2 separate regions of the Gossypium hirsutum genome follow, and region 2 is linked to region 1. The links are chromatin contacts, called in public Hi-C maps. All regions are on one chromosome and are shown on one strand. Each heading gives the region's core, a stretch centred on a gene start, on an enhancer-like site or on the middle of the called end of the contact. The rest is flanking DNA. Distances are from core to core; before and after follow the strand shown. Region 1 has its middle 8.9 kb from the start of LOC107942989. Region 2 has its middle 8.9 kb from the start of LOC107949141.

Evidence for each region. Hi-C and Micro-C count contacts between places; a contact is called where the count stands out from the background.
Region 2: a contact with region 1 is called in a Hi-C map of seedling, with 2.4 times the contacts expected there. The contact joins two enhancer-like sites. A contact is called at or near these places in 19 of 34 Hi-C or Micro-C datasets (anther, callus, cotyledon and 5 more).

What each region holds. Positions count from the first base shown.
Region 1 is chrD04:53,833,547-53,840,190 of Gossypium_hirsutum_v2.1, forward strand. No RefSeq gene overlaps it. Among protein-coding and RNA genes, the nearest start is that of LOC107942989, 8.9 kb to the left of the region's middle. Within about 2 kb of position 3,680, at least 1 of the 9 cell types and tissues checked has an H3K27ac peak or open chromatin away from gene starts, as enhancers often do. A contact at or near this core is called in cotyledon, where this site is marked.
Region 2 is chrD04:53,869,847-53,876,884 of Gossypium_hirsutum_v2.1, forward strand. No RefSeq gene overlaps it. Among protein-coding and RNA genes, the nearest start is that of LOC107949141, 8.9 kb to the right of the region's middle. Within about 2 kb of position 2,910, at least 3 of the 9 cell types and tissues checked have an H3K27ac peak or open chromatin away from gene starts, as enhancers often do. A contact at or near this core is called in cotyledon, where this site is marked.

The sequences.
Region 1 (6,644 bases), core at 2,430-4,929:
CCTATAAAATTCATATCGTGAATTTTCATTAAATAAAGAAAGTGGGAATCGAATTAATTAAATTAAAATATCTATAGTAAGTGCATCAATGCATGCATTATTGCTTTTATGCATATTTTATTTTATATTATTTCACATGATTAATTATGAAGCTTATAAATCTAATAATTTTAAACTAAATCAATATGAGTTGTCAAATTAAATTGATTAATTTATCATGAGTTATTAAATTCAAGTAATCAATTTATAAGTTTATGTTGTTCCAAATTAATAATGGAAATGTAGAATATTTAATTATGGAACTTAATAGTTTATTAAATTGATATCTTTAATTCCACTCATTGAAAGTTATTTTCATTTAATAAAATATAATTAATAGATTTTTTCGTGTGAAAATTATTTAATAAATTTATTTAAAGGATGGATTAAACTTAATACGGATAGAACAGAGCCACCGAATGTCTCTAACACTTATATCCAAGGAGTGTTTAGGGACTCTTATGCAAATTGGTTATTTGGATATTCAATGGTAGTTGGTAAGGATTCAATCTTTAGAATTGAGGCAAGAGCAGTGTTAGAAGGACTGCGCATAACTTGGGATAAGGGTTTTAGACAAATTGATGTAGAGTGTAACAATGCGCTTCTAGTGAAAAACTATTCTAGTCGGTGGAGCTGCTAGTAGTAGAATGGTAGAACTACGACTTATCCATTTGTTACTAAATCGAAATGGAAAGTCTGTTTTCGTCATATCTCAAGATCTCAAAACGAAGTTGCAAATCAAATGACAAAATGTGTATTTAATGGTGACGTGGGACTAATCTCCTTTGAAGAACCACCAATTTCGGTGCTCGATTTGTTGTTGGTGGATAGAATTAATCTTACGTGAGTTAATTATGTACTTTTTCTTAAAAAAAACTATAATTTTACTTAAAAGTTTAGACAATATTTTGTTATAAAAAAACTAATTTAACAAAAAATGTGATTCATAATTATGATTGTTTTTGTTATAAATAAAAAAATGTTATAAATTATTAAAATAAAACATGAGGCAAATGGTTCAGCAAATGCACCAAAGGCCCAAAATCAAGTCCATAGGAGTTTTAAGGATTAAAGTCTATTGTTGATGAGAGGTCAACTCCATTGAAAAATATTTGTAAGGAATTATTAGCCAAAAGTTAATACATCTCTCAATAGGTCCATGTTGTTTCCATTTAACTCAAGAGGTATTATCTTACCCAAAAATGTCATATGCTATATGGCATGAGTTAATATTTCATTAAATGTAAATACGATATTTCTAAGTGAATGACTATGCGTAATGAAACACTTCCACTCTATGAACATGCGACTTTCACTCTATTAACATGCCAATGACGTCTTTTTAAGCAATTGAAACAATACTAACCAGTTGAGAAATTTTTCAAAAATCTTTGGGGAGTAGTCCTTCCCTCAGTAAGTGTTATACATTTTCAAATTTATACATTCCCTTCTATCTAGCCTTTCGATTTATACATTTTCAATTCCAACTTTTATCATCATTTCATTTGCTTTGATTGGTGTAGTTCTTGATTTTTTCAATTTCCTTATTTTTCAAAAAAAAAATAGTAGGCTAATTAGGCAGGTGGTTGAACTGGTTCAACCATTAGCTCGGTATAAGTCAATATTAATTGAAACGAGTCGAAACACATTAAAATTTTGATCAGAAGGAAACATAAACTACTTGATACCGGTTTAAGATTGAAACAGTATACAATACCGACAACTGGTTGAATTCAAACGCATGTTTTATGACTAATAGGATTGGGCTAATTTAATTACAAGCCGAACCTTGGAGCTGTTTTCATGAATTGGGTTTCAACTTTCAAACCCAAATAGAGAAGAATTAATATGATATTTCTTTATGGATGGAATTAATATTTGATATTTCAAGACAATATAAACACATATTTAAGTTCTATAAAATAAACATTTACAGAAAAAAAATTAAAAGAAAAAGAGGAAAATTGTTTGATACTGAAAATTTTAAATTTTATAAATAGGGTTATACAGCAATAAATAAATAAAAATAAGTATTAAAAAAATAATTATTTGATACGATAATAATGGATATTTTTAGTTTCATGAGTGAAGTTAGTAATAATTATTTGATAAATACTCGAGCTTGAATAGCTAGAGCTATCGATCAAGCAAAACTCGAATTTAGTAATACCTGCTGACTCAAATAACTAATCAATTTTATTGAGCTTTTCATTTTGATTATATATTTTAAATATTTTATATAATTAAATTACATTACTAACTATAAGCTTAATCCTCGAGTCGAGCTCAAGTTTGAATACATGAGTTTAATCAAGTTCAACTATTTAAGTTCGAACTTCAGTACAAAAATTGATAAACGAGCTTAATCGATCCCAAACTCAAGCAACTCATTTATGTCTCAAGCTTAAAAGTAAATATTCAATCGAGCTCTAAATTTCTAGTCAAACTCAAGCTCGAGCTTACCAATATTTGGGGTGTTCAGTTATACCCTAAGTTGAAATAATAAAAATCCAAATCAAATAGATAATGTAATAAATTGAGGAATCCGAGACTGTGAAAGTAAAAGTGAATGGAGGGTGGGTTTGGATGGGTGGTGCATTTACTTGTAGTTAGTGCAAAAATAACAGTGACAGTGAGATTAAATACTGTAGCAATATTGTAACGTGAGACAAAAAATAAGCTAAATGCACTGCACCCGCAACCAATTGTCTATTCAAACCCACCTGGAATATTATTTAATTTATGTCTCAACTTGCAAATAAACAAACATTTTTATGTTTTAAGATAATCCCATTCTTGGAGACAAAGAAATCCAAACTTCACGTCTTTCAAAGAAAAAGGAGTCGTCATCTTAGAATCCACAAATTACAATTACTTTTTTCATGTGTTTGGTTCTCATCATTTTCAAGAGAAACTAAAAGGTTAAATTCTGATATTAGTCCCTATACTTTAATTTGATCAATTTCAATTTATGTACTTTTTGGATTGGTCAATTTAATTTGATCAATTTCAATTTATGTATTTTTTGAATTTGTCAATTTTAGCCCTTATACTTTTTTGAATTTTGAAATTTTAATCTTGACCCAAACAACAATAGTTAAAATTGTTCAGTTAAATTCAATTACTAGACCTATACAGTGTATAGTTATAGATTTAGTCAATATTCTGTAGTTGTGTCATTCCAAGTTCCTATACTTTTCAAAATTTGAGATTTCAGTCTTGGTGCAAAAGACTGTCTTTAACCCATTAATTGGATTTTTAGTGGGTAATATGTGGAAGTAACAAATTGACATGGCATTACACATATGATAATATGTTTTTTGCATCATACTTTGAAAATAGCAATACTTAATTGAATGAATTTAACAATTAATATAGGGACTAAAAATGATCAAATTAAAGTACAATGACTAAATTCATAATTTTTTGTAAAGTATAGGGACTAATAAAAAATTTAACCAAACTAAAACTATGAACAAAAATTTCAGTGTGTTTACGAAGATGTGAGATATCACTGATATAACAATTCTCAATACGTATTGTTAGAAACTTTGATTACCTTGTCCCGTTTCATGTTCGAAAAGCAGTTCAAACAAATTAGTTTAATGCGGTCAAAGATGTTGTGTTGGCATATTTGACCTTTAAATTTATGTGTTTTAACATTGTTATGTAGCAAATGAAGAAGCTATTCATGCATCATCATCATCTACTCATGTAGCTTGAAGAAAGAGATAGAGAGTTTTGAAATGTTTGAGATGCTACGTTGATCCTTATCCTTATTTTATAAGAGTATTTGGTGGATGTGCGGGAAGCTAGATAATGAAAGTTTTTATGAGATAATTACTCGAGATAATTCATGAGATAATTTTAATTTTAAATTAGAGATTTAAACTTATCAAAATACTGTTGGAGAGACTCTTGAAACAACATATAAATAGGCAGCTTAGTCACATCTGTCAACAGATTGTGGAGTGTCTTTTGTAAACAAGTTTTTGGAAAGTGATTTGTAACCATTTGAGTTCGACTTTGGGACAACAATTATACATTGTGAGAGGGTAAATTGAGCTCAAGTATCTAATAAATTCAGCAAAATCATTCTCTGAGCGAAACTCTACAAAGTAAGATTGATGAATCAGAATTGCATTAACAAATATTGTATATTAATTCTCTCCCTAATTTGCTTATTTCTTTACTGTACCTTAAAATTGTTTCGTCCAAATTGTTCTATCCCGACTTGTGTTTCAACATCAATTAGAACAATACATTAGAACAAGTGTAAACGGAAGGTTTTTTCACTTGTATGTAGAAATAGAAAGGTTAAAATAGGTCTTAAGTCCCTGTATTTTTTGTATATTTAAAATTTCGTCTCTCTACTTTTATTTTCAAGAATTTAGTTCTTTTACTTTTCATCTTTCAAAATTCAGATTCAATTGTTAACGACTTTAAAACTCTTATGTTAAATTCGATGGCGTGACATTTTGAAATAAAATAATACTAATTTGGTAACCATATGTAACAAAAAAAGGCGTTGTAATGAACATGAATTTAACAAGAGAATTCGAATAAAGTTAACAATTGGACTTACATTTTTAAATTTGAAAAGTAAAACAATTAAATTTCTTGAAACAAAAGTAGGGAACTAAATTCTAAAAGTGTGAACAACACACGAACTTAGAGCATATTTCAACAAAATAAGAAAACCTATCCCATAAAAAAGTTAACAAAAAAAGACCAATAACGTGCAATAAAAATAGAATAACACTTACGCCCTAATATCATATTAAGCATCGAATTTAATATTGCTAGTTTCAATTTTATCTACTAACTACAACACTAGTTGTAACTTGAGGAATAGCTAGGAGTACGATAAAACTTATCTTGGCTGACATATTTTTACCTAAATTGTTTGTACCTTTAATTGTTGAAGTTCGTTCATAGCCCATAAGTGATGGTTAAACATGCCAGAATCAAACTAAGCAATGATCAAATTGAAGACTTTCAGTATAATTCAGGATTCTTAAAATCGATGTTTAGATCTTTAAGGAGTTTGATCCAAGAAAGATCTAAGTTTTTAGCAGGAAAGTTTAAAGCAAGTTATCTAATTCGAGTATCAGGGTGATATTGCTACTTGATGAGTAAGTAAGATTGTGCTCGTTCAACATGGTGAATTAACTTTTTAGATAAGATCTTGTAGATATAAATTTTTTTTCAAATTATGTAAAAAGACTTTTGATATTTATTTCCATTTTTATTATGAATGGTCACTTCATCCAATTACAATTTTACAAATATATAAAAACTAATATTATAGCCAAAAATCAATGAAATAAGATTCAATTTTTTTCTGAACAATATTATTATAGGTTCTGATCATATAGGCTCTTTTTTACACAATATTTAGAACTACTCATAACCCCTCCCTAACCCATAAATAGAAAGATAATGTATTTCAGCGCACTCGAACTCACGTCCTTCTGCATTGACAATAATACACATACTAATCAAAATAAAATTGAATTGAATAGTAGAAAATGACTCAAGTTTAATAATTCACGTGAATTTTAGATGCTAACATAATAATGAGTTGATTATGTAAGTTATTGTCGGTAGAACTTGGCGAACATACAAGTTTGACCTTTGTTTGAAAAGCAAGTCACAATTAGCTTAATTAGCCAATTGAAAAGACAATGGATTGATTTGTCTAATAATATAATTTTAAAAAAACAAAAAAGGTGATTCATACTCTATCCAATCTTCTATCGTAGGCTATTGAGCATGTTTTGTACTAACTATGAAATTCATGCATCAATCCAAAAAGTTTATGTTCAAAAGTCTTGAGACTTTCATTTTATCTTTTTGAAGAGTGAAGGGTTGAGAGTCCTCTTAATGTCGACCATGAAAATCTCTTTGGAATCAATTTCATCATTCAGTTAAAGAAAATTTTAAATTTGATACAAATATAAAAAATATTAAAATATAATTATATGATTTTAATTTCATTATTACGATACTCAATTTTATTGCCACGAGTCAATTTCACTGCTCAATTAAAGGGAGCCTCAAATATTATACAAATACAAAATATGGTATTATATTGAATAAAGTTTAGAAATGATACTGTGACACTAGACCTGTTTGGGAGGGTTTGCGTAAAACTATAACCTCGAAAAATGAGTTTAGATAAAAAATAAAGTCCATTTAAAAAATAAGTTAAGCCTTGGGTAAGGCTTTTTTGGCCCAAGCCCGACCTGGATATGCAAAAAAAAAAGTGTTGTTATTATTATTATTATTGTTTTCATGATTTTTTTTTGTTTTATTGCTATTTTCTTTCCCTTTTTTTACTATTTTGCTACAATTTCACTATTATATTACTATTATTTTTTAGACTTAGGCCTAACAAACGGGTCTAAAATTTTAGTTAAACCCGGCCCGACCCATGAGCACCTCTATATGACAGACAATATGTATAAATAAAAGTCAAATATGATTCGAATAAGTATCAAAATATATGATATTAATTATTAACTTATGAAAATTTTAAAAAAATTATAATAATGAAAATATATTAATATAATATGAATATAACAACCATTACTATAGTCACG
Region 2 (7,038 bases), core at 1,660-4,159, 36 kb after region 1:
AATATTTTTGCATGAATATTGGTATGATAGGAAAATCGTATGAAAATATTGATAGAAAAATTTTACCGATTTAGTGGTTAGTTAGAAAAAGAAAGTATTGAAGAAATTGGGTAAAAATAAGGTATCGAGACCTCGATCTCGTAAAATCAAGTCAAAAATATTTTTATAAATATTTATGAAGTGTTAGTAAAATGGTATTAAAATTTCGTTAGAAAATTTTAATGTTTGGGTAGTCAATTAAGTAAAAAGGACTAAATTGAAAAAGGTGTAAAAGTTACTAGAAGATTAAATAGCTCAATTGTTAAATGAGGAGGGACATAAATTGCAAATAACCCTAAAATGAGATATTTTGGGCGGCAATAGCTGAGAAAAATCAGGAGAATTGAAGAATTAAGGGTAAAATTGGAATATTGCAAAAATTTGCTTTAAAAGTTAGGACTAAAGTGGAATATCTAGAATTCTCTTCATATTTTCTGCACTCTCATCAGCCAAAAATGTCCTAAGGGTTTCTTCAAGCTGGTTTTTCATAATTTTTGCACCAAATCCAGAAAGTTCAAATACGAAGCTAGATCGAGGAAAAGAAAAAGTTCGGGATTAGTAGATTTTTTGTTTACGAACAAGTATCGAGGTAAGTTCGTGTAACTTGAATTATATTCCTAAATGCTCGAAATGTTTGTTATTGATGTGAATATGATTTGGATGTTTATTGTATGATAATTGATGAAGTATTGATATTCTTGATGAAAAGAGGAAATAAATCTCGGTTGAATGAAAGGAAAATTCAATGGATCTCTGAAAAGGAATTGACAGTAAAAAGGATCTAGCCCGGACGGGTGATCCTATTCTGATATAGCCCTCCCGAAGAATATGTGGAAAATGGATTTAGCCCGGACGGGTAATCCGAATTAAGGTCTGAATTTAGCCTGGACTGGTAATTCAGATCCAAGCTCATTAGAGTAATTGTCGTTGCAGGGGATTTAGCCTGGACTGGTAATCCCGACAATACTCTAGGAGTTTATATTACAGGGGATTTAGCCTGGACTGGTAATCCCGCTGTAAGGATGAGGTTCGCGGGAGTGTGCTCTCTGAAATGGAAATGTGCGCACATGAATATGAATTGACGGGCCCGGAATTTGTACTCTTAGGTGTACCCCTGAAAATCCATCGAAATTCCAAGTAGTTCAACGGGATAAATATGGAAAAATAACATGGAAATGGAAATCATGGAATTGATGAGCTCATCAATCATGATATATATTATTGACATGTGGAAATTATTGGACTAATTTGAATGTTGGGTTTGTGCATGATAGGGGAATAATGTATTGAATGGATGTATGAATGTTTATTGCATTCTATAAAAAAAATATTAGGTAAGTATAATTCTTGTTACATGAGCTTACTAAGCACAAAGTGCTTACCCTGTTTCTTTTTCCCCTGTTTGTAGAGTTAAGAGCTCGGAGGTCGGATTTGGTCAGAAACACATCACACTATCAACCTCAAGATCTCGGTACATAAAGAAACTTTATTTTGGAAATCAATGGCATGTATAAGCTAGTAAAGTAGATGTTAATGTGGAATGAATGTATGGTTAGCCATTAATATGGCTAACAAATTTTTATTTTGGTATGTGATAAGATTATCTTAAGAATACGGTAAATCTATCTTGAAAATATTTTGAAATGGATTGGTTGGGTTGGATTGGTCTCGGTTTTAAAATTTTAGGGAAGAGTAGATATTTATAAACGGGTTATATTGAGAAAAAAAATTTATTCAGTAAAATCTGATAATACCTCGTATCCTATTCCGGCGACGGATACGGGTAGGGGGTGTTACAAAATCTAATAGGAAGTGTTTGAATTGTGTAACTAAACTTTGAGTCCATATCTCATTTTATAATTATTAGTAAGTTACTTCATTTGTAACTAAGTGAAAATTTGAATGGCAACTTTAACGATTTCACAACTTATATATAAAATTACATAGTTCGTTACACTTATCTCATTTGTTGACACCTTGCTTTTTCTTTTCTTTTCTTTTCTTTTCTTTTTTGTCATTTTTTTACATTATCGTCCAATAACATTAACATGTGAAAATTCTAAAAAGTAAACTATTTTATCATATGAGATTTAAAAACTTTCAATAGGAAAGTCTTATCTTGTTAAGAGTTGTAGAAATCCTTAATAAGAAAAGTTGTTTGAATGGGGAAAGTTCATGTAAAATGTATAAGACTAAAATTGCAATAGTTACTGAAAATTTAATATTAAATTCTTTGTTAAGTAAGACCTCACAAATGTATTTTAAGTCTAAACTATATAAATATTTATTTGCTTTTGTTTTTGTTTTTATTTTGTTGCTATCCTTTATGACAACTTAGCAACCACCCATTTAAAAAAAGTTGGAAATTTAATTGTTCACTTGTCAAAAAGCTATATAAGATAATTAATGTGTATATATATAATCGAAGACTTTAATGCGTTATTATCCTTAAATGATAAAATACGTGGTAGACGATATAGGAGAAGGTGTCCCATTTTTGGTGAATTAATGGAGTCTACTGAGTTTGAAGACTTGGGATTCGAAAGACCATCCTTTACTTGGCATAGATAAGGGGTCTCTGAATGTCTTGATAGAAAAATTGGAAATGACGCGATGGTTAATACTTTTCCTAATTGCACAGTTACCCATCTACTGAGATTAAAACTATCACACGCATCTACTTCTCTTTTTAAAACCAGAGGGTAACTTGCCCAAAGGTAGACCCTTTTGATTCTTGGAAGGTTAGGTTCACCATCCGAGGTTTGCTGATTTTGTTAAAGATAATTGGAAAATTTATGGGAATATGGCTGACTCTATTGCTTATTTTACCTCAAGTATAAAATCTTGGAATAAGTTTGTCTATGGTCAAATTGGCGTTCGTAAAAAAAATCTTTTGAGAAAGCTTTCATGTATTCAAAAGGAGATGGAAAGCACAAGTTCTGACAGTTTAGTTCAATTAGAAATGAAAGTACGAGATGAGCTGGAATGAGTTCTTCATTATGAGGAATTATTGTTAAAATAGAAAGCTACGTGTAATTGGTTGAGTTTGGGGAACTGTAATACCACCTTTTTTCACTGGAGCACTTTAAAGAGAAGGAAGCATAATCAGATCTCGACCCTTAAAATTGAGGGAGGGTGAGTGGCTCTATGAAGAAATAGTTTTACAATAGGAGGTGAACAAATTCTTTCAAAAATTATATGAGGAACATCCTAATAGAATGAGAGATTTGCCATCTAATAATTTTCCAAGACTTGATTCTAGTGATATTCTTTTTTTGGGCAAGGCAGTTTCAAATGATGAAATCAAGATAGTTTTATTTGATACGTCTCCGCTAAAGACGCCTAAGATTGACGTGTTTCGTGCTTTTTGGTTTCAGACCTAGTGGAATTTGGTTGGGGATGTTGTGTGTGAATGAATTGAAAATGTTTTTGATAGACAAGCTATTGACCCGTATTTGGATAATACTTTAATTGTCCTTATTCCAAATGGCATTAGCCCTGTGAGTTTTGCCCATTTCAGGCCAATCAATTTATGTACGGTTCTTTACAAATTAGTTATGAAGCTGATAGCAAATCGCTTCAGAGTTGTATTTCTAAAGATCATTGCTCCGGAGTAAGCGGGGTTTATAGAAGGAAGGAACATCACAGGTAATGTCATTTTTGCACAAGAAGTGATCTACTCCATGAGATGTAAGCAAAAGCATAGGAAGTGGATGGCAATTAAAATTGATCTTGAGAAGGCTTACGATAGAGTCAGTTGGGAGTTTATTGATACCTCGTTGAAAGCTGCGGGTATACCTGATTTCTTTCGAAATGGTATTATGTCTGCCATTACGGGTTCTTCTATGCAAGTCTTGTGGAATGGGATCTGACCGGCATCTCGTATATGCGATAAAACAATGAATTTATAAAATAATTTTTAAAACCTAATTTTACTGCAAGTGTACATGTCAGTTATAATATTTATAGTGTTACAATAGAACATCAGAGTTATCCAAGGATTGAACCCAAAGGAGATGACGATTGAGCAATAGCTAACATCACTCAATACTGTCAGAGGAATCACGATACCCATCCCTTGGGTGTCATTCTCGCTCGTTTTCCACCTCCGACAGGTCCTTACATCACTCAATCACACGTTAGGCCTCCCAATGGCACTATTGGCCAATTTGGGTCACAATATGGGCAAAAATGAGACATTTTCACTTATTAACTCAAAATCTAAAAATAACAAAAAACTATGCTAAAGACGCTATTTTGCTCAAGAAAAAGCTCCTTAAATGCGTCGGAAGAGCTTAATTTGCCACATCAATTTGTGGTCGATCAATTCCCTTACACTTAATTCTTTGCTTGTCTTCAAGCAAACACACATAACATGCAAAAGAAAAGACGACCCTTGGACTAAATCGCACATAACATGCAAAAGAAAAGACGGCCCTTGGACTAAATTAGGCAATTAGGTTACATAGCAGTAAAACATCAAACTTGTATAAGAATTACCTCAATGCAACTTAAGAATGATAGCTAGCTACTTTATTTACTCCTAATGCAAACATTATTAGTTCCATAACTTTTTGGTGAGTTTTCGAGATCCTTTCGACGACCTGTGTTATGTTCAAAGGATATCTATATGATCCGATCAATTGCGTAAAGCCCTCGATAGCAACGGAATCGGGGAAAGTATACAGAAAAGACAGTTCTTTTCTAATAGGAGTGAGACTGGAACTTGGTAAGTAAGTTGAACTTAAATCACTTCTTGCACTTGTTGATTTATAGTAGATTACTCTTTAGACAAAATCTAATAGGAAGTTTTTGAATTGTGTAACTAAACTTTGAGTCCATCTCTCCTGTTATAATTTTTAGTAAGTTACTTCATTTGTAACTAAGTGAATATTTGAATGGCAACTTTAACAATTTCACAACTTATATATAGAATTACATTGTTCGTTACACTTATCTCATTTGCTGACACCTCACTTTTTCTTTTCTTTTATTTTTTGTCTTCTTTTTTTTTTACATTATCATCTAATAACATTAACATGTGAAAATTCTAAAGAGTAAACTATTTTATCATATGAGATTTAAAAACTTTCAATAGGAAAGCCTTGTCTTGTTAAGAGTTGTAGAAACATTTAATAGGAAAAGTTGTTTGAATGGGGAGAGTTCATGTAAAATGTATAAGACTAAAACTACAACCGTTATCGAAAATTTAGTATTAAATTCTTCTTTAAGTAAGACCTTACAAATATATTTTAAGTCTGAACTATACAAATATTTACTTGTTTTTCTTTTTGTTTTGTTACTATCCTTTGTGGCGACTTAGCAACCACCTATTTTTTATAAAAAAAAATTGGAAATTTAAAATCAAAATAATTATGTCAATCATTCAAGATTGTTCACTTGTCAAAAAGCTAGATAAGATCATTGGTGTATGTATATATAATCATTGAATATATAATAAAAAAATTAAATATTTAATATTATTTAATTTATTTTCTTATCAATTTATGTATTATATATTCAAATATTAGATTTATTATTCAATATTAATTGATAGTTAAAAAGATATGTCAAAGAATTTTTATTACTTCAATTTAATTTGATTTTAATACAAATATTTTAAATATTTGATTTCATTATCAAAATTCAATTTACTAATATAACAATAAAAGTTTTGGATATTCAACCCCAATATTAGTTTATATATTTAAAGGTATTGTGTAAATTTAAATTTTTATTTTAACAAATAATTTAATATATTATAATATTTTCAAGAATCTAATTAATTAAGTTTTTACTTTTTATTATAATTATAGAAAAATTAAAAAAACTATTTTTATACATTATAATTTTTTTTATCTTTAGAGTAAAAAGATAATAGAAGTACTTGGTTGAAATCCATAAATGAAAAACTCAAATTAAATTTTAATTTTATGGATTTGTAACTTGATTTAATTAAAAAAGAGGTTAGATCTTTAAAAATGTTTTTAATTAACATTTTTAATTCCAATGATTTAATTTTATATTAAAAATATAAATATTTTAATAAATATATAATATTAACAAATCTAAAAAATTATTATTTAATTCCAATGATTTAATTTTATATTAATAAGTTTTGTAATTTATTAAATAATATAGTTTTAATTTATGTAGTTATTATTCAAATAATGTAATCTAACATGCGTTAAATTTTATATTTTCTATAATGTGATATTTAAGTTAAACTTTTCTTTTCGTATGTGTTGATGTATTTTGGTTCTGTTCAACTTTTTTAAAGGTTCACAGATAAAGAGGTGCATCAATAAAATTGGTATTAATCTTGACCGAAGTTGTCTCCCTAATTTATCAAGAGTTTTGACGAATTCACAAAACTCTCACAATATCCTCACGATACTAGAGGTTTTGAGTTTGAGCATTACCGTTTGCTTACTTTTCAACATCCGTGACATTGCGTGCTTGCTCTTCAACTACTATGTCTCATGTTTGTTTAAGCAACACAAAGTACATTGTGTGGTTGAATAATGCATCGTCATTATGGGGGTTGTTCGGGATTCGGCAGGTGAGTGGCTGGTTGATTTCACTACAGGGGTTGAAGGATTGTGAGCTTTTCAAGTTTGAAGCTGGAGCTGCATGCGAGGATCTCCGATTTGCTTGAGATAGAGATTTTAGAGGGGAGTTGAAATAGAAGGCGATAACGCACTCCTTATTGAGGTTGTCCTTCGAATAATGACTCATCGGAGGTGCTACAAATCCATCAATTGTGTCGAATGCTCGGCGGAAATATAATTGAACAGCGGATTACATGACCTGAATAATTGTTTCTCTATGTGTTTACAGGGGTAAACCAATATCGATTCTCTCTATTTTAACTTCAGATGATAGTATATGATTTTCCAAGTTTCATAAATAAGCCCTAAAACAACCAAATTGTTGTTATGCAATGCATTTCACGTGTTTCATTTTATTTTATTTTTAACCTATGGCTATATCGTCTTG